4 separate regions of the Mus musculus genome follow, and all the other regions are linked to region 3. A link is a contact called in public ChIA-PET, HiCAR-type and HiChIP or PLAC-seq data. All regions are on one chromosome and are shown on one strand. The core of a region is the stretch at or near the end of the contact, and the rest is flanking DNA. Distances in the headings are between cores, read along the strand shown. Region 1 holds the start of Rsrp1 (arginine/serine rich protein 1). Region 2 has its middle 56 kb from the start of Syf2. Region 3 holds the start of Clic4 (chloride intracellular channel 4 (mitochondrial)). Region 4 holds the start of Ifnlr1 (interferon lambda receptor 1).

Region 1 (6,981 bases), core at 2,266-4,765, 350 kb after region 3:
TACTGCTGTGATCACTCAGGCAGACGATCTAATGCTGGACACAAACCCCTCAGTAAAGTGCAGTTTTGGCAACCCCAGCCCTTAGTTTTCCTTTAGACAGGTATCCACAGTCCGTAAGGACTTTTTTTCTTATCTATTTTTGGTGATCCTGAAGACTTCTCTTCAACAGCAGCTTTAGTTGTTTTCTGCAGTGGCTTTGCTACGGAATTCTGTAAGACAGTAAGTTGAAATCAACTTCAGAGGTTATCAACACACACACAAAGCCTACATAATAAAATACCGGACACCCAATTTTCAAGAATAATGTTTGGGTTCACTTACATTGGAGCTGAAGGCTATGTTTCTTTGTGTAGAAGACTTTTCACTGGTATTTTTAGTTGCATCTTCAGTCTGCTTTTCTGAATGCTAAAGAGGAAGAGAATTTTAAACATAGCCTTAACTTTTAAAATATTGTATTTAAAAAAAAAAAGCCCAACGTACACAAATGTAGCTGTAGATACACAAACCAAATTCCATCTATTGTCACAGTTAAAGAGCTAATCAACAAAAAAAGCCTGTTTTCCAATTAGCCAGAATGACTTGGGAGGCGCAGTTCCCCACGAATACCCGACTCCTGTTGTAGATATACCTCATTTTGAGTAAGTACAATAAAAAATGCTTCATCTAAAGAAGTGAGGCTTTTGCAATCCACTCATCAAGGAGCCCCTCTTTGCCTGAGCAAAGACCAGGCAGCCCCTGAGGTCTCAGCAATGGACAGACAAACCACCTTCATTATAGTTATTTTTTACCTTATGTTTCTATAAAGCAGTTTCTGAGACCAAGTCTCTTGTATCTATCCCCTAGCTGTCCAAGGACAGCCTCCCAAGTGCTGGGATCATAGGAGCGGGGTACTAAACCCAGTCTACACAGTGCTGGGAGCTAACCCCAGGTACTATGCACCCTGACAAAGTTCTCTACAACTGAGTTACATCCCAGCCCAAATTATTAACCTTAAGATCCAGGTTTAACTTATATACTGCAGTGTGCCAATGCACACCCTCTGTAGTTCTGGAGAATCGTAATAAACTTATCTGCAAGGGAAGCAGGCCTCTTCTTCTGTAATCTCTCAAAACATCTGGAATATATTGCATATATCATGTGAAGGACGTCTAGATCACAGATGCCCACCATGACAGTGCCTCTAGGCTGCTGAGCTGTCACTGCCTTACACAAACAGTCCCTAGCCCAAAACTCTAGCATGCACACCAACTCCCTTCAACAATGGCTAAGCTTTAGTCTGTAAACATAAACTCTGACACTTGAACCCATCATCAATTACCAACAGATTTTCTTCATCACTGTCTGGAGACCACATTCATGATTTCTATAAGACAGAAATAAAGCAGATAAACTATACTGTATGCTGAGCACAGACTTGGGAACATAATGGTGTACATGAAAACTACTGACAACACTCCAGTCTCTAGAGACTAGAGGGAGAGAAAGTATTACCAACAATGTACTGTTTTTACTGTAGTGTAAAGAGCAAACCAAGTGTCCAAGTGTCGACACGAAAGTAGTCCATCGTCTCCCAGTTTCCTGTGAGACAGGCTGATACTTGTCAGATTAAGGTTTTGTTCTGGACAAATGATATAAAGAACCCCAGGAGGGTTGTGTTCACTGGCAAAGGGTAATAAATGCTGGCAGCAGCTTCCTGAAGGCACTTACCTCCACCTTTGGCCCACTGCTGGAAACAGCTGTCCCCTGGCTTGCCTCCTTGGCTCGGAGACTTGCTGGCAAGTCGAAGTTGGCTGTTCCCAGAGCTTTTGCTGCGTTGGCTTTTGCTATTTCTAGTAGCTCCATTCGATCTAAGGGCATTAAGACATTCGTTATCCTCTACTAAGTACCTCTCCTAAAACAATGTTTTTCTCTTTATATGTAAAGCAATTCTAAAAAAAATCCCTTTATAGTGAGGAAAAAAACCCAACTTTCCTTAATTACCTCAACAAGTTAGTTTTGTTCTGACAAACAGCCCTATTTTGCCTTTTCTTTAAATGTTTATTTCTGTAAACTGAAGTGTTTGATAAACTTTATAGCACAGTTATCTAGACTACTAATCTTGATACAGAGTCTGCACACAAGCTCAAACTTACCTACTTTGTAACATCAAATTGCCATGTTACTTAACAGAAAGGCCAGTCAAAACCCATTTTTGAGTAAATCATGAAAAAAAAAAATGTGTTTTGACTTCACCCAGCTAGTAGGAAAGAGTGAGCCTCCTCTCTCTTGACCACCACAGCCATAAATGGACTTTAGTTCAGGTTACTGCACCGGTCACATCCGGCATGGACTTTACTCACAAGGTGAAAGGAAATACGTGAGAAACTATATTCTACCTAACTACTAACTAAACAAAAAACTCTCTCTCACTTCAAGAAATCTCAAAAGACTTCCAGCACCAAAACAAACGCAGGCCTAGATGTTAAGATGTCCTGGGCCTAATCTTACGAAATCCCAGCTAAACTGCTCAACCACATGACTCCCTGGCTGACTCACAGCGCGCTGAGGAAGTTAAACGCGGGGAGGAGCTGGGGAGGTGGCTCGGTGATAAGCGTCCAGAACTCAATCCCCAACACCACCCCCACCAAGGGCACAAACCTCAACCTGATAAAACGCACCTTTCTCACTCAGGCGAAATGGGGTTCTACTCCTGCTGCGCGACCTGGTTCTGGATCTTTCCCTCCACCTGGGGCGATCCTCGGGGTACACCGTCCGGCCGAAGCCGTAGTAGCGCCGCCCTCTAGTGATCGCGTAGTACGACCACCGGTGCTGCGACCTCCCGCGGGAGCGCGACCTGCTCCGGGAGCGGTAGGGCGACGGCGACTTGTAGTACCTCCGCGGCCGCTCGTAACGGCTGTCGCGGTGATAGCGGTGGCTGCGGGAGCGCGACCGGCTGCGTGAGTACGAGCGTGAGTAGCGCCTGTACTTGCGCTGGTGGCGCCTGCGGGACCGGGATCGGGACCGTCTGCTCCTCCGCGGCCGGCTGTGGCTGCGCGAGGACGAGCGGCTAGAGCTGCGGGAGTCGCGTCGGGAGCTGCGGGACGAAGAGCGGCTGCGGGAGCGCGACGACAGGCGGCTGGAGCGGCCCGAGCCCGAGGTGGACGGCGAGGCTTTCTCCTGCGGAGAGCCGGGCCACATGTCGTTCACGTATTTAGACATGGCGGCCGAGGACATGGCTCCCTTCTGAAAACGGAGATCGGTCCGCAAACGCAACGGCGTCTAGGAACTACAGAGAAAGTCAAGAGTCTATCATCCAGGTGGGGCGCGCAGTGCCCAGTGCGCGTGCGCGACACCCCAGGGCGAACCGGTCCCTGACCAAGCGGCCCCACTCACCTTAAACGGATGAAGAGCTCGCGAGGGCGAGAGAGGCCAAGCGGGCACCTTTCTCTGCGACCAGGAACCGAAGCGGGCGAGGTTCCCGATTCCAGCGACCGGAGAGCACAGGAACCTCCACTGCCAAAGTCCAGACTGGGACTGAGCTTAGTGGCGACGTCAGCATCGAAAATACTGGAAGCTGGCGCCGAGCATGCGCACAGACATCCGTGCGAAAGGGCGGGTCCCACTCTCGTCCAATCGCCAAGCGATGTTGGCTGCGCCTTGGAGACACGCATGCGCGTCAGTTGTCACTCCACCAACGGCCGCGCCTCCTCCCCATCCCCCACTCCCGCCCGCCTTCTACATCCGGGTATTTTGAGGATTTGTTTACTTCAGGGTTTTTTGTTTGTTTGTTTGTGGGGTCCTTGGCTGCTTTTGGATCTTGAGTTTTTTTTTGAGACAGGAGCTAGCTGTGTACCCCTGTCACGCCTCGAACTCGCGGCAATCCCCATGTCTCTGCTTCTCAGCTAGGGGGTCTGCGCCACCACGCCCAACTTTGTTTTTCTTTGTTTGGTTTGGTTTGGTTTAGTTTGGCTTCCTTTCCTGCTTTCGATTTTGAAATTCGGGAAAAGGAGAGGGTAGCAAAGAATTTAGCCGGCTCAAAAGCTGGATCAAGGACACAGAGGACAAGTCGGTTCCCGTGCCTCGGTCGTCCCCGGGTCATGTGTCGTCCCCTCCCTCCCCCAGCCGCTGCCCAGCTTCCCTTCTTGGCTCCTCCTATGGTGGAGATTGGGAGGGGTATCCCTGGACCCCGAAGATATAGTTTTAATTTAGAAAGGCTGCTTTAACGGCCTTGTTTGAGCTAATTAAGGTAATTTGAGGTCGAGACAGGAATTCCAACGACCACAGTTGACCTTTGAGGAGCAACAGTGATCCTTGATTGTGTGTGTGTGTGTGTGTGTGTGTGTGTGTGTGTGTGTGAGAGAGAGAGAGAGAGAGTAATTTGTGTGTACAGGATGCCACCGAAGACAGAGCCATTGTGGGCCACCAAGTATGGGGGTGTTGGGAACCCAGACTTTGTGCTAGGCAATGCAGCAAGTGCTCTTAATAGTAAGCCATTTCCTGAGCCCGATAGGTCTGTTCTAAGACAAGTGTGATTAGGACAGGACATTTAATCTTATTTCCAGGGCAAATTCCAAACACTCAATGTCATGAGGCATATCTGACCTTGAAAACTGTGGGTAAGTGAACAGCACTGAACGAAATAGCTATTTCAATATTGGGAGATGGTGTTCTTAGAAATTAGGCAGGGTTTTACAGAAGCTCTGGATTTTAGAGGGAGATGACAGAAATAAGGACTCTTTGTTCGTGCCTCCTTCCTCCTCCTTCCCCAATATACAGCGAAAGTGAAGAAATAAAAACCTTACTGTGGCCACCAGGATGGCTCAGCAATAAAGAATGCTTGTGGGACTGGTGAGATAGCTCAGTGGTTGAGAGCGCCGACTGTTCTTCCAAAGGTCCCAAGTTCAAGTCCCAGCGACCACATGGTGGCTCACAACCATCCATAATGAAATCTGATGCCCTCTTCTGGAGTGTCTGAGGACAGCTACAATGTACTTACATATAATAAATAAATAAATCTTTAAAAAAAGAAGAAAAAAATGCTTGTGGAGCACTACTGACAACCTGCAGTGGAGTGGAAGGAGAGAACTGACTTCCAAAAGTTGTTCTCTAACCTCCAGAAGCCCCCATCCCATCCCATCCACCAATGGTAAAAGTTCTCAAACTGCAGGAGCTGGAGAAACAATCAGCAGTAAAGAGCACTGACTCCCAGGACCCACAGGACGGACGGCTCACACCCATCTGGACCTCCAGTACCAGGATGAGCACCACTCACCAACACACATCCACACCGTACAGACCTGGGTATAGGCAGAAGGTAACAAGACCCCAGATCTCAGCCCAACTGACTCCATAAAGGAAGTGCCGTTCAGCCCATAAAACCCAGCACCTGGACAGGGATCTTATGTGCCAAAACAAAACCAAAAAGTCCTATCCAAGTCCATAGTACTTGGAGAGTCTATAAATGTACCAACCTTGCTTTTTGGTTTCTGGACTTCTGCTTCTGGCTAAGTGTTCTTATTAACTAAACTATATCAACCCGGGATATATAAAATTTTTTGTGTGTAAAAGATCACCCTGAGAAAGGCTCAGGGCTACTCTGGCATCCCAAACACCCAGTGGAGTCAATAAGCAGCAAATAAAGAATTTCTAACCTGGGCAGTGGTGGCGCATGCCTTTAATCCCAGCACTCAGGAGGCTGAGGCTGAGGCAGAGGCAGGCGGATTTCTGAGTTCTAGGCCAGCCTGATCTACAAAGTGAGTTCCAGGACAGCCAGGGCTATACAGAGGAACCCTGTCTCCAAAAACAACAACCAAAAAAGAATTTCTATTGACTTAAATTGTCTTCTCTGGTGGATACCCCATAACACAAAACACCCATACCATAGATTAAATCCTTTATAAAGACTGTGGAGAGTTGAGGTGAGAGAACAACATAAACCCCATGTGTCTCCATGTAAGGACCAGGCCTGATTTCAGAAAAGGCCATAAGGCACAAGCTTCAGGGATAGACCATAAGTCCCAGAAACTAAGTCATAAGACCCAGGCTCTAGGAACAGACTGTAAAATCCAGAATGAGATCATAAAACCTGCTCCCAAAGAAGGGCCTGTGGGGGAGTTGGCTGGAGAGATGGCTCAGCAGTTAAGAGCACTGACTGCTCTTCCAGAGGTCCCGAATTCAATTCCCCGCAACCACATGGTGGCTCACAACCATCTGCAATGGGATCAGATGCCCTCTTCTTCTGTGTCTGAAGACAGCTACAGTGTACTCACATGCATAAAATAAATCTTTTTTAAAAACCTGGGGATAATCATAAATGGCGAAATATCTGTGATGTGCAGCCCTATTTCATCACATGGTTGAATGTTCATGGCATAGGAATGCTGACCACTGACCACCTATGAAGCCCTGGCAACCACCGATGAAATTTAAAATTTTTAAGGATTACTTCTAGAGAGTTTTCCAGGTTCCCTCTAAGAAGGCCTGCATGCCTCTGTCTGGGGCCGCCATTTTAGAATGGGGTCGCCATTTTAGAGAATGCTGGTTGTTTCTGCAGAATAAATGCTCTCTGTTTTTGCATACTATCTGAGTCTGTGGTCTTCCTTCAGCGATTTTTAGACCCTTACAGTGGAAGTGTGATCCCAGTAGCTGAGTTCTTATGCAATGTCTTTTTTCTTCTTCTCATTTTGTGACGGCCTGCCTGTAATCCCAGCTGAGGCAGAGGCAGGAGGATTCTCTGGATGCTCTTTAGTAACTGCCTACCAAGGACTCTTGCTGACTGTTCTCAGGAAGCTGTGTGGGCAAACAGAAACCCAAGTTTCACCATTTACAAATGAGGAAGCAGCTTTGCAGGGACAGTTAGTGAACCTGCTCACGTTGCAGTCCTAGGCTTCCGTTTTTGCGTAAAAGAGGCTGCAGGAGCCTTTGCAGACAATTCATAGTATCTGTCAAGTGTGTGCCTGAAAACAATGGTGACCAGAACTCTCAGGAATGGTGGCAAACACC
Region 2 (6,331 bases), core at 2,252-4,751, 290 kb after region 3:
ACCCTCACAGATCTCCCGGGCCTGACCACTCTTCAGAAAACAAATGCAGAATGAGTGTGGAAAGAAAATCTAATTAGGCCCCATTGGAGCCCCGTCTCCTCCTCTTATTACATTAACCCCTTTGAAGTGAGGCCAGGCTCATTAGAATAATTCCAACATAGGAATTGTTTTCTAAGCTCCTGAGCTAAGAAAAATGACTTTCAAAATTGCATTTAATCGAGTCCCGTGTCCCAGTCTCTCCCAATGGGACGAAGGATGTTTCAATGGCCAGAGAACCGATCCTGCGTTAGAAAAAAAGCCTGTGGGGTCTGGGGAGCCAGCTTCCCACTGGGTCAGAATCACTGAGGCCGGGGATGAGAGGCCTGTACAGGTAGGTATATGGAAGGGGCTATTCAGGTTCCCTACCACACACTCTAGCCATGGCCCCAAGTCAGAAAGCATGCCAGGAATAGGTAGCCCCAAAATGTCTTCCTTGAACGCAAAGCCCAGGTCCAGCCCACATCTTCTGACCCACGTGGTCAACAGAGTACACCAGAGGCCACACTGTTTTAAATTCCCAGGTTCTTTGGAGACCCAGCTGGGATTAGGACCTTACCAGTCTCTATCAATTGGGACTCTGTTTGGGGACTTGAGTCCTATGCCTGTCCTATACCCTGAATCTCTAATGGGGACCTCAACAAAACAGTAGGTTACAGAAGGCAAATGTCCCTCCCAAGCTGGCTAAAGGCCACACCTCAGCTCTGGGATCCAGCTGCCTCCTTGTCCCAGGGCCCTGGCTGCCCATCTTGTGCCTTCCAGGATTTCCAAATTGACTTCAGTTCAGGAGAACAACCCCGGGCCTTCACCAAGGGCACAAGTTGTGACCTCTGTGGTGTATAGGGGTGGGGATGTGGGATGCAGGGCACCTCGCATCTGGATCTAGCTCAAGCATAACCCCCTCCAGAAAGGCCTGCCCCGGACACCCAGACCTACTCCCACCCAGGACCCACAGACCCCCAGTCCTTCCCTACCCCCGGTTCTTTTTTTTTCGATATTATTTGTTTTATATATATGAGTACACTGCAGCTGTCTTCAGATACACCAGAAGAGGTCATCGGATACCATTACAGGTTGCTGTGAGCCACCATGTGATTGGTTGCTGGGAATTGGACTCAGGACGTCTAGAAGAACAGTAAGTGCTCTTAACCACCGAGCCATCTCTCCAGTCCCTCCAGGTGCTTTTTATTAGTCGCTCCACATCCCTGGCCATGAGGAGCCAGTGTTAACAGCTTCGTGTAACTTTGTACACTGGGTCCCGTGAGTGGTACCCCAAAACGGAGCTTCCTCAAAGCCAATCAGAGTCCCCATCCAAGTCTGAGCCACCCATCCTTCTCTCAGGAAGGGCAAGGTGACCTGAGACATGGCATGGGCACACAGCTCAGAGTCCCTGTCCCTGTCTCCCATCCTCCTCCTGGCCAAGGAATTAAGAGACACCGGGATGTCCACCCTCCCTACAGACTCTTCAGAACTTCTTACCCGAGGATGGAGCTGGGGGGTGGTCAGGTGCTCCACAAGTGATTCCTCCAAGAACAGAGCCTGGATGAGTCTCTGCACATTGATGAGTCTCAAGAAGGAACTGCGGTGTCTCCATTTAGGAAAAAAATGCCCTTTCTGCTCCTTAGAGTTCAGGTGACGTTGGCTCACCTTCCTAACCAAGGGCAAGGTCTCCATGCTCAGGGGTGACAAGCCGTGGTATGGATGGTCACTCTTCACCTCCCCTTTCCCAAGCTCTCAAGAACTAAGCTAAATGTTTGGTTTCCAGGAAAAGATTCTACCAGCAACCATTAGCCAGACCCTGAGCAAAGAATTCTCCTGCTGTGACATTCCAGTGATGTCAAAGGCACGCAGAAGAGGGGCAGCCTGCAGCAGGACAGATACAGGGTGCAGCCTGTCAGATCGCAGTTTCTTCCTTCTAGTCCTTCATTCATACTCGGTAAGCCTCTGTCCACAGTGTGCCCACAGAACCCACCTTCCCAGGAGCTCACAGACTCCCTCCCGTAGAGCTCTTGCTGTAGGCTTGTCCAAGTACAGTCTGTCTTCTGGGACGCCCTTGCCCTTCAGCGACTCCAGAAGGGAGTAACTTTAGCATCACAGAAATCTACAGTCCAGAGTGTCTCTGCCATTCTGTGACTTTGGGAGGATCATATAATCTCTGGAACTCAGTTTCTAGGTCTGTAGAATGGGCGTGGGCATGGCTGTACATGTATGTATCATGATCGGTGTATCGATGGTGATGGCGTATCACAGTGTGTGGCCAAGGAAGAGGTTAAGGAGCGTTTGGAAGCTGGGAACATGGCACACTGGTTAAAGTCCTCGCTGTGTGAGTGTGAGGACTGCAGCTGGGAAGGATTCTTAAAATCAGTGTCAGGCCTTGCATGCATGTGTATACACACACACACACACACACACACACACGTGTATGCCCACACATATGCCCAACACATACACATGCAAATGAAAAGGAGAGGAAGAAGGAAAAATTAGCATCTATTAAATTACTTATTATTTCCTATTACAAGATGGGGAAACTGAGGCTCCGAGGGAAAATGTTTCCCATGAGACACCCGAGGAGTCCCTGAGATGAATGTCTCTCTCAGATTCTACATTCTGGAACTTTCTGACCATAGGGTCAGAGTTCAGCCTTCACGGTGATCTTGTCAGCACGGGTGCAGAATGAACAGGAGAAAATAAAGTTAGATTTGTCACAGCCAGGGATCCACTGAGGGGCCAGGAGACAAAGAGGCTCACCTGCCTCCTGAAGCCATCAAGGACACAAAAGCACAAAGGAGCTGGGCGTGGCAGCACACACCTGGAATCTCAACATTCAGGAGGCTGCAACAGGAGGGCCACAAGTTCAAGGCCAGTCTGAGAACAGAGTGAGACCCTGATTCAAAAATCAATTATATTAATAATAAGTAAGCTAAAGAGATAACTGGATTGGATCCTTAAAACCCATATAAAAACTGGTGAAGTCCAGGCCAGAAAAAAAAAAAAATTCTCGCCGGGCAGTGGTGGCACACGTCTTTAATCCCAGCACTCAGGAGACAGAGGCAGGTGGATTTCTGAGTTCGAGGTCAGCCTGGTCTACAGACTGAGTTCCAGGACAGCCAGGACTACACAGAGAAACCCTGTCTCGAAAAACCAAAACCAAACCAAACAAAAACAAAACAAACAACAACAACAAAAAACCCATCTCAATAACCAAAGTGGACAACACCTGGGGACAACACCAGGAGTTAACCTCTGGCTTCCACATGCAGAGATACACACAAAAACTTATGCTCACACACATATACATATATTAAATAAATAAATAGGCATTAGCAAAGCAAGAGGCAGGGACAAAAGGGAGGCTCTGTGACACTCAGACCCACCATGCCAGGCAGCCCCAGGCTGTCCCCAGTCCCCACAGAGGGCAGGCTGGCACCGCAGAGGACTCAGCCCACTGCCAGCAACCCTTGGCCTCAGAGGCAGCAGCAGCTCCCAAATTCCTGGTCTCTGAGTCCGGCTTGGGAGCATTACTCAGAAAGTCCCGGAGCCAAAGTAAACGTGGGAACCCCACAGTGGAGGAGGCTTTGCCACTGGAAGGAGATCCAGTCTGTCACCCAATGTGGCTCAGCCCTTCCAGCAAAACCACAGCAGCCCTGTCCTCGGCCGATGCTAATTAGATGAAGAGCTCTAAATGAAATAATAAGGAAATAATAAGTCTGGGCTGGGCAGCTATGCCAGGGATCATTAGAGCTGAGTCGCTGTCCAGAGAAGACAGCAGGCAGGGCCAGAGTCAGGCCTGGACAGCACCCAGAGGAAGCCCAGGGGTCGGCCATGCTTAAACCTGAGCTGACGGTGAAGCAGCTGGTATATATATAGGTCATCAGGGCAGTGGCCCAGGAAAGTCTCCAGTGTGCCTGCTGTCCGTAAGCCAAAGGGGAAATGGCCTCAGCCTGTCTCAGTGTTCCATGCCTCTTGGATCCCCTTGCCCTCTGGTCCCTCTGAGTCAGAGCTGGGGATAACTGTGATCAGACCCTCCATTCTGTGGACACCAGGATCCGTCCAGATACACCAACCGTCCCTCAATACACCATCCTCGATTCATTCACTGCAGAGGAAGCAGGTGAGCGGACAGAAGGCCCAGTCCCCGCCAGGCAGCTCTTTGGCTTACACTGAAAATGTCCAGAAGGAAAAAAAAAAAACCCTGGATGAGGAAGGGTTCAGGCAGAGACCTCAGGGCTTGACCTGCATCTCCCACCAAAACCACCTGGGTTTTACTAAAAGGACAAACATGATACAGCACATGTGGAAAAAGAGCCAAGGGCCTCAGTTAAAACCATAGTGAGCCAGGCATGGGAGCTCAGACCTGGCATCCCTGCAGGGTAGAGGCAGGAGAATCAGAGACTCAAGGTCATAAGGCCATTAAGATGGCTCAGCCAGTAAAGGCCCCTGTCCCCAAGCTTGCTAATGGCTGTCAGGCTGAGTTCTTGCTGACACAGACTTGTGCATCTTAACTGGGTTTTTGTTGTTGTTTTGTTGTTGTAGTTTTGTTTTCTTTTATAATTTTGCATAATGTTACCTCGGGGGAGACTGAGTAAGATACACCCAGTCTCTTCATTGTGTCTTACAACTGCATCAGAATGGCCAGTCATTCCCAAATTAGATATTTGTGCGGCACTGGGGACAGAGTGGAGATCCTTGTGTTGTTAGGCAAGCCCGTGGCTAAGGTATATCCCCAGCCCCCAAGTCGTTTTTTTTAAGTTTTTTTGTTTTTTGTTTTTATTTTATGTACATGAGTGTTTTGTCTGCACGTATGTAAGTATGCCACACACATGCCCGGTGTGTGAGGTCAGAAGAGGGAATCAGGTCCCCTGAAGCTGGCAGTATAGATGAGCCACCATGTGGGTGCTGTGAACTCAAACCTAGATCCTCACTAGAGTAACTAGCTCTCCTAACTGCTGAGCAATCTCCTCAGATACTCCCGCCCCCCTCCCCACACACACTTTAAAAAAATAAAAAGAAGGAGGAGGAAGAAGAAAAGGAGGAGGAGGAAGAGGAGGAGGAAGAGGCTGGGACTCAGTGTTTAAGAGCCCTGGCTGCTCTTCCAGAGAACCTGGATTCAATTCCCAGCACCCACGAGGCAGCTCACCACCATCTGTGACTCCAGGTCCAGAAGATATGATGCCCCCTTCTGGCCTTTCCCGGTACTGCATGCATGTGGTATGCCTGTGTACATACAATAAACCAGTTTTCAAAGCCGGGAAGGCTGATAGGCTGACTCAGTTAATACAGTGAGTGCTTTTTGTGCAAGCATGAGAGCCTGAATTTCCTCCCCATCATTCATGTAAAAAAAAAACCAGAATGTGGGGGTGCACACATGTAATCCCAGACAGGACATCGCTGGGACTCACTGGCCCAGCCTGTTTGTGAAGCTCAGGCCAGGGAAATACTTTATCTCAAGAAATAAAGTGGACAAGGCCAAAGAAAGACACCTAAGTTTGACCTCTGATCTCCATACACACATGCACAAATGTAAACACACACCTGCCAGCACACATGTGCATCTATGTACACATACCTAAATACACACACGCACACACACATGAACCACCTGAGAACCCACCAAAGTGCAAGGTTAATTTACAAGGTCTGAAACGAGGCTTGTGTTTGTTTGTTTATTTGTTGTTTGTTTGTGAAGTCTCCACGAGAGTTGAAAAAAAAATCACACAATGAAATTATTTCCAAATTTAATTTGCCTAAAGATTTAACTTCTTAATGTGAAAAAAATGTATCAAAAAATTCCGATGTCAGGCTAGAGCGTACAGCAGCCCCAGCAGACTAGGCGAGAAAGGCCTAGAAGATTGAATTAGGACCCTGGGAGTGCTGAGCTGGTCGCCGGGAGCCTCCTGATTCTTCCAGCTCATGGTCTCAGTGGCCTGAATGGTTCTATTATAACCAGGAAGTGTTCAAGCATGTAGGAAGGAAGGAATGCTGGACCACAGAAGTGCCTAGCCCTTCTGCCCCACAGCGAAATCCCCCACCGAGCCTTCTTAGCCGAGCTTTTGAAGGTGACAAATGGTGTGTCGCCAACGGGGACAGGACTCTTCTCTACCATCTATCCATCTATGTAAGTGGGGGGAGAGACAGCTGCTGAGTGTCCGTGGGGTGGGGCGGGGCAACTGCTGAGTGTCCGTGGGGTGGGGCGGGGCAGCTGCTGAGTGTCCATGGCCCTTTAAGGTCTTCATGAATGACAACGGGAACTTGAATTGTTTTTTTTTTATTATTATTTTTCTCCTTCTCTCTC
Region 3 (7,232 bases), core at 1,833-4,332:
ACGTGAGTGAGTGGGAATTCTGGGAGACAGAGGGTTCAGTGGGAGATGAGAGCACGCGCAAAGGCCCTGAGGCAGCGGTGTGCTTGCGATGTCCAAGGACTAGAAAGGAAGCTGCTGCAGCTGGGGTGGGGCACACAAGGGGGAGCAGGTGGGAATGAGGTCAGAGGGGTGTGTAAGGAGAACACACCTCCACCCATCTTCAAGCTTTCTCTGTGTTACAAAAACAACCAGGAGCACAGGGCAGGAACGTCTTGCCTTTCAAAGTTGGAAGCAAGGTGCTGTAGGACCTCCCGGAATAAACACTTTCTCTCCTCTTCGTCTTCCTCTTCCTCCTCCTCCCAGATCTGTCTGTGCTCCCATGCTCATGAGCATCAGAGTAGAAACTGAGACCCCTAGGCATGACTGTGACCAGGTTCCTGAGCACAGGTTCCAGGTCTGAGCCAGTGCCTGAGGGTGTCCGGATGAGCAAGGGCAGGACTTGGACCACCTCAGGACTTGGAAAATGTCACAGGCTTCCTCCCATTTAAGCAAAGAGACAGAAAGACCCTTTCATTGCTATTGTTTCCCTGTGTGGGCCATCTCTGTGCTGGTGGCTGGGAGCCAGCATGGGCCCAGCACAGATACATGTGAGGGAGTAATTTGGGGACCCAAAATGACTTGGATAAATCCTAACTGGGACCCAGTAGTCTTGGGGCCAATGTGGAGTCTTTTGAGGCTCTGCTGGGCCATTTTAAGTGTGTGTCTGTTTGAATTTACCATTTGGGATCACGGTGGAAAGGCTATACTGTGAGGGGACTTTAATCTGTTCACAGTTCTGTGAAAAATTAACAGGGGACCCAGTTCAGAGTCCAGCTGTCCCTTCTATTTGTTTCTGGTTTAAGCTTTGCTCCACAGGACAGCCTGCTGGCTTTTCTTACTTTACCACAAACTAGCTAGCCACTGAGTGGAACATGGCGCTGGCTTTGCCTGTAGGGGTGGACAGGACGCCAGAGGCTCCACGAGGTCCCAGCCCTCCCTAATTACACAAGGCGGTAACCAACACCACCCTCTCTAGTCTAGATACGGAACGGAAGTCTTAGGTTTCTGGTTACTTTGAGGCAGGGTTTAATGTAGCCCAGGCTAGCTTCAAACTCATTTTATAGCCAAGGATGACCCTAAACTCCTAATCTTCCTGCCTGCCCTTTTGGAGTGCAGGGATGACAGGCATGGGGCACCACACTCAGTTAGGCAGTGCTGAGAACTGAGTCCAGGGCTTTGAGCCTGCTAGGCATACAGTCTTCCAGCTGACCTACTAAAACTTTACTGTGCTGGGCAGTTGTAGCACAATGCTTTTAAATCCCAGCATTTGTGAGGCAGAGGCAGGTGGATTTCTGAGTTCCAGTCCAGCCTGGTCTACCGATTGAGTTCCAGGATAGCCAGGGGTATATAGAGAAACCCTGGCTCAAAAAAAAAAAAAAAAAAAAAATACGGTGATTGTTGGTTGCAGTGGTGGACACCTTTGACCCTAGTACTTGGGAGGTGGAGAAAAAAAACAGGCAGACCAAAACCCAAACCCTGGTGTGTGTGTGTGTGTGTGTGTGTGTGTGTGTGATGGCATTCTGTAGAAGTCAGAGGTAAGCTTTCTGGAGTTGGTTTTCTCCTTCTACCTTTAGATGGCCCCAACATCACATCCAGGTTGGAAGTCTTGCAAGGCAAACGCTTTTACCTGCTGAATCATCTTGACTGCCATTATTATTATTATTATTATTATTATTATTATTATTATTTTGAGGTAGTCTTGCAATATACCCAGACTGTCCTCAAACTCTCAGCCCTCCTGCCTGAGCCATCACCTGAGAGCCACGTATATGTCACCAAATCAGGCCGAGGTTTAGGGTGTTTAAGGCCACTGCCAAACTGTGAACTTAAAACAGCCTTACTCCGGAGCATTGATGGATCTAATTGCTGGGGCACAGCATCCTTCTCACAGAATCTAGCAACTTGGAGATGGGGTTGAGTGAGGATAAAGTAGTTGCAGGTTGCACTGCATTTTTACACATCATTCCAATTTGTTGAAGCACTCTGATCCACACTAGGCACAGAGGATGTGAGATAACCATGACACCCCGCTTCCATCCCCCAATTTAGCCTTTCTAATCAACTCACTCATCACCCTAGCCTGGGAGGTACCACAGAATGAGCAGATTAAGGAAAACCAGAAGGCAAATTTCCCAAAGGTGACATTCACTGACGGCAATTCCGCAGTAGACCGCGTGTCTCAGGCCCCTGTCCTCAGGGTGTAAAGTACTCGCCCCTGCGCGCTGAGTGGCACTCAGGTGACTCATTAAACTTCTCCAGGTGAACGGAAGACAGGAATCGGTCCAGGTGGGGCAAAACAGCACGGATAACGTTTTCAGAGTCAGGCGCTGCCTCAAGCACTGGGGTTGTGCTGGAGCGGGACGCTGTCCCACCGTTTTGGCCTAATTCAGAGCCCGGGACACAGGACGACTTTACAAGAACTTTTGAGTATCTTGATTTCAAATAGAGAAGGATCACGAAAGGAGATCCGCGGTCAGAAGGATTAAAAAGTTCTTAAGGACATGAAAACTTTCGCAAAAGTTTTCCAGGAAAAGGCGGCCGCGCCTAACAGAAGTAGCCGAGGAGGCCGCCGCCCCGGGAACCGGAGGGGACGATGAGTCCCTGCGGCTGCAGCGGGGGAGAGGGCGCGAGGCGGGCCGCCGCATGAGGTCACTTGGCACCCAACCAGCAGCAGCTGCGCCGCGGAGAGAGGCGGTGTCAGGCTCCGGCTCCAGGGACCTTCCCCGCCCACCCCCTGAGGGGCGTGGCTTCGGGGGGACCTCCCGGCCAATCCGCGCTGCCCAGCCTAGGCCGCGCCCCCAGCGCCCTCCAGGCTCCCTAGTGGTCGGTCCGTGGAAGCTAGAGCGCTCCGCTGTCTTCCTCGCCTGAGGCCACGCCCCCAGCTGTGGCCCGCCCATTTCCCCCCCACCCCTGCAGGATCCTGGCCACTGCTCCGCCCACGCCCCGCCCATAGGGCTCCGCCCAGCGGTTTGAAGCGGCCGGGACCGCAACCCCCTCAGAGTCGCGCGCGAGGCGTGAGGCGGTGCTGAGGATCTGAGGCCACGGGCAGCCAGACGCCGGGACTGTCCAGCGAACGAGCAAGCCAGCGAGTGAGCGAGCGGCGGGAACCCGCAGCCACAGCAGCCCCGGAGCCACAGCCGCAGCCGCCGTCCGCGGAGCCCAGCCCAACCGGCCATGGCGCTGTCGATGCCCCTGAACGGGCTGAAGGAGGAGGACAAAGAGCCCCTCATCGAGCTCTTCGTCAAGGTGAGCGCTCACCGTCCCGAGCGACGCGGGCTGACGTCCCCGCACCCCGAAGCGCCCCCACGCGGCATCCCCGCAGCCCGAGGCGGCGCCGTACCTCCCGCGCTCATTCCCATTGTCTGGGCTCCGCGCCTTCCCGCCTCGCAGCGGGACCTTGGCGGACCCTGCGGGCGCGGCGACAGGGAGGCGACTCCGCAGGGCGGGACGCGCCTCAGCTGCGCCGCGTGGGTACTGTCACCCTCCTCGCCGTGTCCGACCCCACCCCGCCGCGAGCCCCAGCCTCGGGCCGCGGGGCTGATAGCTCACCCAACTTACTGGAACGCTAGCGCCTGGCCCGGGTGAAACTGAAACTTTAACTTTGATACAATGTTAAATAAAGTAAAGGGGAGGAGGGACCCGGGAGCCGTAAACCCAGCAGTTGGGAAAAGTGGTCTAGGGAAGATCCCGAGTTCAGAGCCAGCCTTGGCTGCTTAGTAAACCCAGGGCAAGCCTGGGATAGGAGGGACCCTCATCCCAGCCCTCCTCCCGCATGGGGGAGGGGAGAATTTTTTTAATGCGGGCGTGGTGACTCGGCTATGACCCAGCAGTAGAGGCTTGAGGAGTCCCTCGAGTTCGAGGCCAGCCTGGGTTACAAATGTGAGCCTCCGGACACACACCCAAAACCCAGGCAACTAACTGCAAAGAAGAAGAAAAAAAAAAAAAAAGGAAAAGAAAAGAAAAAGCGAAAAGAAGGGTGGATGCCCCAAGGCTTCCGGAAAATACAGAGATTCCCGACTTGGGTTTTCCTGTCCGGTGTTTTACCACCATCTGGTTTTCTTGTTTCTCTAGCGCGCCTGTTTTCACATGATGCAACCTTTTGGCCGCTTTCGTTTGCTGTTGCCACCTCGGCAGGCAAGCCCGTTTGGTTTGAAAGAAAACCTGAATTCTCCGCTCTCTCGGGCTTAAAAAGGTTCATTCCTCTCGCCCTCCTCAGTTTGTAAACCCTGGAGCTGCCTTCTTCGCCTAGAAACGCTTCTCTGACTGCTCTCCGCGCCTCTCCCTTTTGGGGCGTAGCGAAGGAGGGAAAAGTTAACGCAACAAACATCTGGGTCCCCTGCTTTACTGAGCCTCCTTGGAAACCCTGACGTTCGTTCTGTTAGCCACTAAATATCCAGGCTTAGGTCGAAACTGGCAACACTAGAAGTCCAACAGGCATCCAGTACTAAAGTCTGCCCTTTCTTAGTTTTAATTTGAAAGAGCGGAAATTATCGAAGGATGTGTTCCAGAGATGGAAGGCAGAAATCTGCAGGGTGGTAACAATGTTTGCCTTAGTGTTTTCTGTTAGTTGCTGGTTTTAGAACTTTTTTTTTTTTTTGGTCTAGAGCATCGGCTCTCAACTGGGGGTCAAGACCCCTTTGAAAGATCAAACGGCCTTTTTACAGGGGTCACCTAAGACTATTGGAAAATGCAGACAATTTCATTACAATTCATAGCAGTAGCAAAGTTACAGTTATGAAGTAGCACCAAAAATAATTTTACTGTTGGGGGTCAGCACAACATGAAGAACTGCATTAAACTGTCGCAGCATTAGGAAAGAAAAGGCTTAGGGCTCTCAAAATATCACAATGTCTGCGACTGGAGGTGGCAGACAATACTTTTGAGGAACCTGAAGAAATGGGGAGAGGGTCGTGGAAAACAGCACAAAGAAGGGAAGACGCTAGGCTAGAGATAGCGACGGGACATAATGGTTTCCCTCTTCTTGTGAGAACAGGGTCTTACTCTGTATCCTGTGCTGTCTTGGAACTCATAATGCAGTCCAGGCGGCCTCAGGCTGGGATTATAGGTGTGAAACATCACGTCCGGCAGGAAGGAGCTTTGATAAACTAAACAAAGCCAAAGAAAGCCCCCAAACCGACTCTGAAAGTGTAGATGCTAGTCTGAAGAACAGTGCTTAATGGTAAAACCTTAGAGGTGCTAAACAACTTGGAATTCTAAACTGAGTCTTTTGGAAGGCAGAGGCAGGCAGACCTCTGAGCTGGAGGCCAGCTTTGTCTACATAGTGAGTTCCAAGCTAGCCAGGGCTGCATAGAAAACCCAGTCTCAAAATCAACCGCAAACACAACAATCACACAGATACTAACACTTTATAGCTTCTGCTCAGCGTGCTTTGGGAGGCCCTGGCCAATAAATGATGGCAAGAGAAATGTTTAAAAACTAGGGAAGGGATTGGAGATGTAGCGCAGTGGTAGCATGCCTAGCATGGGCAAGGCCCCATGTGTGACCTTTCAGCAACACAGACACACTGTCTCTCTTGGAAGGGATGTGACAGATGCCTTCTGCCCTGCTCAGTGTTGACTTAATACTTCCATAAGGAGATGGGTGGGGTGCCTTTTCCCAAAGCTGAGTCACTGGCATACCCCTTCCCAGTGGTCCATATTTGTAGTTGGAACCACTGAATTTACAGGCCTTGGAGGTCAGAGGTCAGCCATAGAGTTCTGTGCCCATTGGCTGGGCTGTCCTGGGCCATTTGTTTTCTCTTGAGCTTTTTTTTTGTCTGTGAAATGCTCTTTACCCTTCTGTGCTTCAGTGTAGGCCAATTGTACGCTGATACAGACCCAGTTGGTTGTTTGAAAGGAGAAAGGAAAGGAGAAGGTGGCAAAGGCTGGCGGTTTCGTTTTAAACCCTGACGTGGGAAATGCACCTGGGGAAGACACTCTATAAATAGAGTTAGTTTTGAAAGCCATGAGGGGCGGAAACTGGTTGTCCAGGGTGGTAGCCTAAACAGTGTTAGTGTTTCACCAAGTATCCTGAGTTGGTAGCTGAGAACTTTGTTGGCGTTTTTTTACTTTGGGACATAGGATCTTAGTCTGGACTGAAATAGCTCTGGAGCTCACACCAGTCTCAAACTCATGGCCTCAGCCACCCTAGTGCTGGCTTTATAGATGTGAATCACCACTATGTGGCTGAAAACTTTCTGTGGTTTAAAAAAAAAAAATGCACTCATTGTGTGTCTGTGTATGGGATAGCATACCTTTGGAGGCCATGGAGGAACGTACGAGAGCTAATTCTCTCTCTCCTACCTCACGGGTTCTGGAGCTTGAACTCAAGAGCCAGCCTTGCAAGGCGTGCAATGACTGAGCTGCCTGTCAGCCTGGTGTGTGTGGTGTTAAGCTACCTAGTCTTGGGCAGGAGATTGCTTCTTTTCCCTTCCAGGGTACTAAAACCAATATATGTTTAGAAGCTATTTTTCATCTTCAGCTATGTATGTCCACATCTGGGTGTGGGTATATATATACATATACACGTTTGCAGGTGATCTTGTGTTCAGAAGAGGATGTCAGATCCCCTGGAACTAGAGTCTGGTGGTGTTTGCAGCCCAACACAGATGCTGGGAATTGAACTCTGATCCTCTACAGGTCCTGCTGCATGGCTGCTACCAGCAGTGAGCGAGCACTCGACCCCTGGCCATCTCTCCAGCATTGTTGCTGTTGCTGTTAGCATATGTCTTGTCTGTCCTTTGAATTGGAAACAACACCTCCCTCCTTTTTGTCTTTGTTTTTTTTTTGTTTTTTTTTTTTTTTCTTGTTTTTGTTTTTGGACTGGTTTTCCCTTTGTATCTAAGCTATCCTTGCACTCCCTACATAGCCCAGGCTGTCCTCTAACTTAGAGCAGTTCTGCCTCAGCCTCTTGAGTGCTGACATTACAGGCATGCAACACCCTGTTCTCCTTGAACAACACACCACACCAGAAGAGAGCGAGCATCAGATCCCATTACAGATGGTCGTGAGCCACTATGTGGTTGCTGGGAATTGAACTCAAGACTTCTGGAAGAGCAGTCAGTGCTCTTAACCGCTGAGCCATCTTTCCAGACCTATTTAACCTCTTTTCCTTCATAGTTTAGTATTTCTGATCTTTTTGTGTATCTGCCACAT
Region 4 (6,703 bases), core at 2,077-4,576, 410 kb before region 3:
TTCTCTCTGCTTTGGGTCCAGCCCAGACGAGCAACCCTCACCACACATTCCGGCTTCTATAGCGAAAAGCCACTCTGCCTTGCCTTTCTCAGCACGTTGGGCCCTAGACCCTCTGAAACCCTGAGTCCCAACCCATCTTTCCTCTAGCAATGAAAAGGGAATTAATTCACTGTGAAAACCACCATGGTCAGCTCCCTTACAGTGCCTGCTGAGGACCAGGATGGATGGACACTCTACCATTCCCTCTTGCTGGAATTCTAGGTTACCCGTCCACCCTTTATCGAAACCTCCAAGAGGCTTCCCAGTATGGCTGTCCCTCTTCCCCATTCCTCCTCCTTTTCCAGTGGCTCTTCGGGAACCCTGTGGTTTGCTCCCTGCTCTGAGCCTTTGCACATGGTGTTCCCAACATCTGGCCATCCCCTTGGCTTCCCTCACACTCCTTTGATGGCATTGTTTCTCTGTGGCATGTTCCCTGGCTACCTTTCCTTGGTCTGAGAGAAGAGTGTAGTTCTGCCTACTGCTTCTTTTTTTTTTTTTTCTTCCCCCTTCTCACTCCAGCCTCGATAGCTCTGGCCCAAAGATTTATTTATTATATGTAGGTAAACTGTCGATGTCTTCAGATGCACCAGAAGAAAGCATCAGATCTCATTACAGATGGTTGTGAGCCACCATATGGTTGCTGGGATTTGAACTCAGGACCTCTGGAAGAGCAGTCAGTGCTCTTAACTGCTGAGCCATCTCTCCAACCCTATTGCTTCTTTCTCAAATAACTAGCTATGTTACTTATTACCTCAGCTGCTTGCTTCGTGCCCAGGCTTCCTACTGTCTCCTTGCCTTAAGAATAAAGTTCCCACCTCTTATCCAGGTGTTTGATGACTTGTCTGGGTGGCCTGACCACCTGTCTAACATCTTCTGCAGCTCCCAATAGGCTGGCGAAGCTGTGGGAACCATCATTTAGATGTCTTTTCTTAGGTTGCCTGGAGTTCACCATCTAATCTTTGAAAGATTCTACTCAAATGGCACTTCCTCCAGGTAGCCTACCTTGCTACTTCTAAGAGGCGACACTCATGATAGCAACAAAGTAGCAACAGACCCTTTGTATCTGGCTGTAACTTGCTGTTAGCTGAGCTGAGCACTTGTGAGCCTTCTATGAGCTTCCCAGGAAAGGTGGGGAAACCAAGACCCTCTTAGATGCTCAAATCTAGATCAAGCCAACTGTCAGGTGTGAGCTCTGAGCTTACCTCCTCTTCTGGTTTCTCCTGGGGCTCAGTCTTAGTCTGTTTTTTTTTTTTGTTGTTGTTGTTTGTTTGTTGTTTTTTGTTTTGTTTGTTTTTTTTTTTTAAGCAGGTTTGTTTTAGTCTCTCTGTGTATCTGTGTAGTTCTGACCTGGGCCTCAGAGATCCACCTGCCTGTGTCTCCCTAGTGCTGGATTAAAGGCGTGTGCCACCACCACCTGCTTTAATCACCTTTTACATTTATTTATCATGTGTGTGATGCACGCTATGGTGTCTATGTGGAGGCAAAAGCTCACTTTGCAAACATTGGTTCTTTCCTTCTAACGTGTAGATTCTGTCCATTGAATGTCAGGAACGCTTACCTTCAGAGCCATCTCACCAGTCCCCTTTTGACTATGGGAGAGACAAACAGCTTAGTCTAGGCTAGCTCAAATGTGCGGTAATCTCTTAACTCAGCCTCTTGGGTACTAGGAATACACGCAGGAACAACCACACCCGACCAGCTTTAACCCATGCTTCCTATCTTCCTCTGTGTACCAGGGAACAGAAGGAAATGGCTTCATCTTCTGCCCCACGGGAGCTCATGGTCACAGGGAGAATTCAGTCACGTGGGTCACCATGGAGACCCATACATTTTTTTTTTTTTTTTTAGGCACCAGGCAAGGTAAGCCCAAGTCTACATGATTCTCTCAGCTCAAGCTCACGCCAGGGCTGCCCCCTCATTTTTGACCCCAGATGTGGGTGTCTTTTTCTCTCCTGTCCTGTGCCCTGAAGGTGCATAATTGAGACACCGCAGTTAAACCCAGCTTCCAGTTTGTCTAGCAAGAGGCCACTCTGTATGTAAGCCCCTTAGTTTTAAGCCATCCGTGAGCCATCCATGAGCAGGACAGGCCCAAAGTTTGAGCTTGGCCACATGGGGAAAGTCACAGTTCAGAGTTGCCACACTTCACAGAGTCTTCAAGGGTTCCAGGGACTGGTATAGCACTGTATAAAATGTCATTCAGTCCTCAGGACAGACTACCCCTTGGGGCAAGGTGTTACCCACAGCCATCATCAAAGAGACACGGCTCAGAGATCAATGTTAACTAAACCAGTTTGTGTCAGGGATGGAACATAATCCCGTGTCCCCCAAGACCCTCGTTAACTCAAAAACACTGCTACAGAGCTGTGAGCTCGCTCAGGGCAGGGGCAGCACTGGTCATGGGCAAACCTAGGGCTCAGCCTTATTCCTCTGCCCTGTGTGTGCCCCTCTGGGGTACTTCTAAAGCAACCTATGAAGTGCTCTGAGCCTCAGTTTCCCTCACTTAAAAATGATGACTGTCTACCACTTAGAGCAGCTGGGTTGAAAACCTTAAGGAGAACACAGTGGCCAGGACAAAGAAGCAACCAAAAATAATATGAACGTTTATGATTGTTTATCGGCTCTAAGAACCCTTCCTGCTCCTTTGACTGCGTCTAGGACTCTGAAGTATGCCCATGGCTTCCTCCCTGGGGAAGTTGATGAGTGGAAAATTGGGGTTCGGTGCTTGGGTCCTGGCCTCGGGTATTCTGTGCCCCGCTGTCTTACCAGATGAAAGACAAAGAGAGAAAATGCCCCGTTAAAGAGTCTCCTAGCAGGGACCAGATCAACCAGAGCTGGATCCCGGCAGCTCCTGTATGTCCCCTATTAAAAGTGTCAATCAGGTATGCACTCTGGGATTCGGTCAACAAATACAGTCAACGCTTTCCGGTGTCTGTGCCTGGAACTCCCGGCCCTGCCTGGAATAAGGAAACCGGGATCCTTTCGTCCAGAAAAGGCCGTCCAAGCTCAGGATTGTTTCACTCTGGGACCAAGCAAACCCGCGGCAAGTGTACAGAATCCCTGAGGCCCAGCACCAAGTCCCCTCTCGGGACCTCGGGTGGGTGGCACATCTTCGCGGTCCCCGCGGTCCCCGCGGTCCGTACTTACCTAGGGCGCTCTGCAACAGGAACAGGAGTAGGGGCGCCCACCGGTCGGCCCGCCACATTTCGGTCCCTGGGGTCCCCGCCGCCCGCCGCAAGGCCCCTGGGCGGCAGGTGACAAGGGCGGCGGCCCAGGGAGGAGGAGCCTCCGGCGGTGCCACCGGTGGGGATTCACCTAGGGCTGCCCCGCGTCGCCTGCCGTGGGTGGGGGCGGGGCTCTCAGTAACATTTTTTAAAAATCAGACAAGAAATCCAGTTCTGGGGTTCCGTTGAGGAGTAAATAGCACCTAGGGTAGAGTTCGAGGAGACTGGCAAGACTCCCGTTTTGCAGGCGGAGCGGGGGATGGCACCCAGCCTGTCTTGCGAGTTTCTTACTGAGTTTCTGCAGGAATTCCCGGCAGGCTTGTTACTCCCCGCCTACATCGCGGTAAAAGCTTGGAGGAGGCTGTCCTAAGCTGCAACGCGGTCTGTGTCGCTACTAACCAGAAAGGACATCGCTTCAGGCTTTGTTTTCTATCCTGGAGCAGGGGACACTTCATTCCACCACACAAACCATTCTAACTAGCCAAGTGGGAAACGCTGGTTTTGTAAACAGAAGGGCCGAAACCAGAAACCTGCGAAACCACGGAAGGGGAAGCGGGATCTTTCTAAATTACTCTCCTTATAGGTAGAGTCGGGACAAGGCTAGGACAACAACGTGTGTGTGTGTGTGTGTGTGTGTGTGTGTGTGTGTGTGTGTGTGTCCTTTTGTGTGTAAGGATTAAGGGTTATGGACTTCATCTTCTGCATTTTGCCTGCACGGAGTGCGAATGGGGAGTTGGGGTGGATACCACATAGGTACATTGATATCTCTATGGAATTGTTGCAGAATACATACAAGATAGAAAAAGAACAAAAGCTGGACTTTTGGAAAGCAGGCCATTAGCTCAGGTTTCTCTTGATCTCCTGGGGGATTCAATAGACAGCTTAGTTTCTGTCTGGGGACCCAACTTTAACTCGAGTTATTTTGATTTGATTTTTTTTTTAAACTCTGCTCTGTTCAGGCCCAGCACAACAAGAGGTGTCTGGGATTTTTTAAACTACATTCGAGAAGCACAAAAACACATCCTAAAATTATGAGCTTTTTAAGGTACACACCTGCAATCCCAGCCCTGGGTTGATAGAGGTTGGGGGACCAGGAGTTCAAGGTTAACCTTGGCTATGTAAGAAATCAATCATTATGATCCATTTTCAGTATAAGGTGTGTTTAGGGCTCGTCAGAGATGGTGGAGGGGCTCTAGGCCCCTTTTTCCTCTGCCTAGCAGCTGGTGTCTGCTTCTCTAGGTATTGTCAGTGTGTTCTAGGGTTGAAAGTTACAGGTAGTCTGCCCGCCTGTAAGCTCACATATCAGAAAAGGAAAGGTTTGTGTCCTGTACCATTTAGATAAGGAATTCCGGAAGGGGACAATACTAGACAGCAGGTAGATTTTAGCTCCCTGAAGAATTCAGCCAATGGGAACCAAAGAGAGCCGAGAAATGAGATTAGGGGCATAAAAACCATTTTTGTGTCACATTTGGTGCCCCAAACATGTTTGCCTTTTCTCTGGGCTGACTCTACTTTGCAAGTTCTCAACACAAACTGATTCTCTGCTGGGGCTCCAGGACCCTTATTCTGAAATGAAGACCAAACGAATTCGGAGTCCCAGGACTCTTATTTTGAAGTGAAGACCACTGCTTCTCAGCTTTATAGGGATTCAGTTGAGGCTAGCCTGATCTACTCAAGACTTTGTTTCAATTAAAACAAAAGGAGCAAAAAGCTGGATAAAGCTATGTCTTCCTAGACATCATAGAGAGAAATATCTAGACATCTCCCTCTACAGTAATGGCCATTATTTTGGAGTAAAGAGGATTTTTTTCTTTACATTTTTTTTCCCCAAGTAATGACTGTTTCTTATGAGCAGGTTAATGGTGAAGTAAACAAAAGGCTAATTATAGAGACAAGAAGCGCAGCTAATTCCTTTCTTGTTATCTACTGCACTGTGCTCAGGTTCACGGCTGTATTCAACTTACATCACTCTCACGTGCTCCCTTGCTACTCAGAAAAACAAATCTGGCTTTTGCTTGCTCTTCCACAGAAACTCAAAACACTATCCCGGAGATGAGGACTCTAAAGACAGTAGTGAACTATTTCACTCAAAAGGCAATGCTAATTTATTGATTTCTACCTATTTTTTTAATTCTCTCATATATTACATTCCCTGACAATGTTTCCATCTCCCCCTTTCCGCCCAGTCCCTCCCTTCCACCTTCCCTCTCCCCAGATCCACTCCTCCTCCATTTCCCTTCAGGAAAGAGTGGGATATCAACCAAACATGGTATATCAACTTGCAATAAGATTAGGCACATCCTCTCATGTTAAGGATGGACAAGGGTCCCAAAAGTAGGCAAAAGAGTCAGAGATAGCCCCTGCTCCCACTGTTAGGAGTTCCATGAAAACATCAAGTTAGTAATATGTATACAAAGGACATGAGTCAAATCCACGCACACTCCCTGATTGCCAGTTCAGTCTCTGTGAGCTCCTTTGAGCCCTAGATAATTGATTCTGTGTTCTCCTGGGGTCCTTCACCCCGCTGGCTCCTACAACCCCCACCCCTGTTCTGCAGGATTCCCTGAGGTCTGCCTAAGGCTTGGCTGTGGGTTTTTGCATCTGCTCCTGTCAATTGCTGGGCGAAGCCTCTCAGATGGTGATTCTGCCAGGCTCCAGTCTACAAGCAGAGCAGAGCAGTATTAGGGATCATTTAATTGACTTTTTCTTCTACCTCAGCTCTCTGGGCACCCAGCCTCTGGTTCCTGGACTCCAGGCCGTGTCAGGTGTGGGCTCCCTCTGGTGGCCTCTCAGGTTCATTAGTTGGCGAATCCCAGAATTTCTTGGACTCCTTTATCCCAGCACATCTTGCAGGCAGGAGGAATTGTAGGTCGAAGGTTTTGTGGTTGGGTTGCTGTTCCAGTCCTTCCCTTGGAAGGCCTGGCTGGTTACAGAAAATGGCCAGTTCAGGCTTCACAGCCCCTATTGCTAGGAGTCTTCACTAGGGTCACCCTCGTAGATTCCTGGCCATTCCCAGTGCACTAGGTTTCTACCTCACCCCCAAGTGTCCCCCAGTTCCAGTCATCTCTCCCAGTTCTCTCTCTCTCTCTCTCTCCCTCTCTCTTACCCCCCCCATCTCTTCTCTTCCCATTCCCACGCCCCTCCCTCCGGTCCACCTGTGAAATCTATTTCCCCTTCCCGGGGAGATTCCTGTGTCCCCTTCTTGTTACTTAGTCTCTCTGGGTGTGTGGATTGTAGCACAATCATCCTTTACAGCGAGTGTACACTTATCAGTGAGTGCATATCACAATTATCTTTCTGGGCCTGGGTTTCATCACTCAGTATGATATTTTTTTCTAGTTCCATCTATTTGCCTGAAATTTTCATGGTTCTTTTTTAAAACAGTTGAGTAATAATACTCCATTGTGTAAATGTACCACAATTTCTTCACCCATTCTTCCGTT

Evidence for each region. ChIA-PET counts read pairs in DNA pulled down with a chosen protein or histone mark. HiCAR-type assays count read pairs that join an accessible place to other places. HiChIP or PLAC-seq counts read pairs in DNA pulled down with a chosen protein or histone mark.
Region 1: a contact with region 3 is called in an RNA polymerase II ChIA-PET map of effector CD8 T cells, with 273 read pairs. The contact joins the promoter of Rsrp1 here to the promoter of Clic4 in region 3. A contact is called at or near these places in 18 of 39 promoter capture datasets (the 3T3-L1 cell line, the C10 cell line, the HPC-7 cell line and 9 more), 1 of 15 datasets of contacts at CTCF or cohesin (the NIH/3T3 cell line), 10 of 484 Hi-C or Micro-C datasets (B cells, CD4 T cells, Sertoli cells and 6 more), 33 of 115 datasets of contacts at active chromatin or transcription factors (the 230-238 cell line, DN3 thymocytes, the NIH/3T3 cell line and 24 more) and 5 of 9 other capture datasets (adipose tissue, embryonic stem cells, liver and 2 more).
Region 2: a HiCAR-type map of astrocytes shows a contact between it and region 3, with 2.2 times the contacts expected there. The contact joins the enhancer-like site here to the promoter of Clic4 in region 3. A contact is called at or near these places in 1 of 39 promoter capture datasets (the 3T3-L1 cell line), 1 of 15 datasets of contacts at CTCF or cohesin (the NIH/3T3 cell line), 1 of 484 Hi-C or Micro-C datasets (bone marrow-derived macrophages) and 10 of 115 datasets of contacts at active chromatin or transcription factors (astrocytes, bone marrow-derived dendritic cells, bone marrow-derived macrophages and 5 more).
Region 4: a contact with region 3 is called in a FOXA1 HiChIP or PLAC-seq map of pancreatic cancer cells. The contact joins the promoter of Ifnlr1 here to the promoter of Clic4 in region 3. A contact is called at or near these places in 1 of 39 promoter capture datasets (hippocampal neurons), 1 of 115 datasets of contacts at active chromatin or transcription factors (pancreatic cancer cells) and 1 of 9 other capture datasets (liver).

The regions. Positions count from the first base shown.
Region 1 is chr4:134,920,159-134,927,139 of GRCm38.p6, reverse strand. Rsrp1 (arginine/serine rich protein 1) reads right to left here and starts at 3,515. Exons shown (of 5, transcript NM_023665.3): 1 at 3,373-3,515; 2 at 2,658-3,265; 3 at 1,708-1,847; 4 at 322-405; 5 at 1-209. The coding sequence starts at 3,213. The coding sequence ends at 93.
Region 2 is chr4:134,983,646-134,989,976 of GRCm38.p6, reverse strand. No RefSeq gene overlaps it. Among named protein-coding and RNA genes, the nearest start is that of Syf2, 56 kb to the right of the region's middle. Within about 2 kb of position 3,501, at least 45 of the 459 cell types and tissues checked have an H3K27ac peak or open chromatin away from gene starts, as enhancers often do. A contact at or near this core is called in astrocytes and pancreatic cancer cells, where this site is marked.
Region 3 is chr4:135,268,610-135,275,841 of GRCm38.p6, reverse strand. It overlaps Clic4 (chloride intracellular channel 4 (mitochondrial)), which reads left to right and starts at 3,082. Exons shown (of 6, transcript NM_013885.2): 1 at 3,082-3,324. The coding sequence starts at 3,253.
Region 4 is chr4:135,683,080-135,689,782 of GRCm38.p6, reverse strand. Ifnlr1 (interferon lambda receptor 1) reads right to left here and starts at 3,326. Exons shown (of 7, transcript NM_174851.3): 1 at 3,184-3,326. The coding sequence starts at 3,241.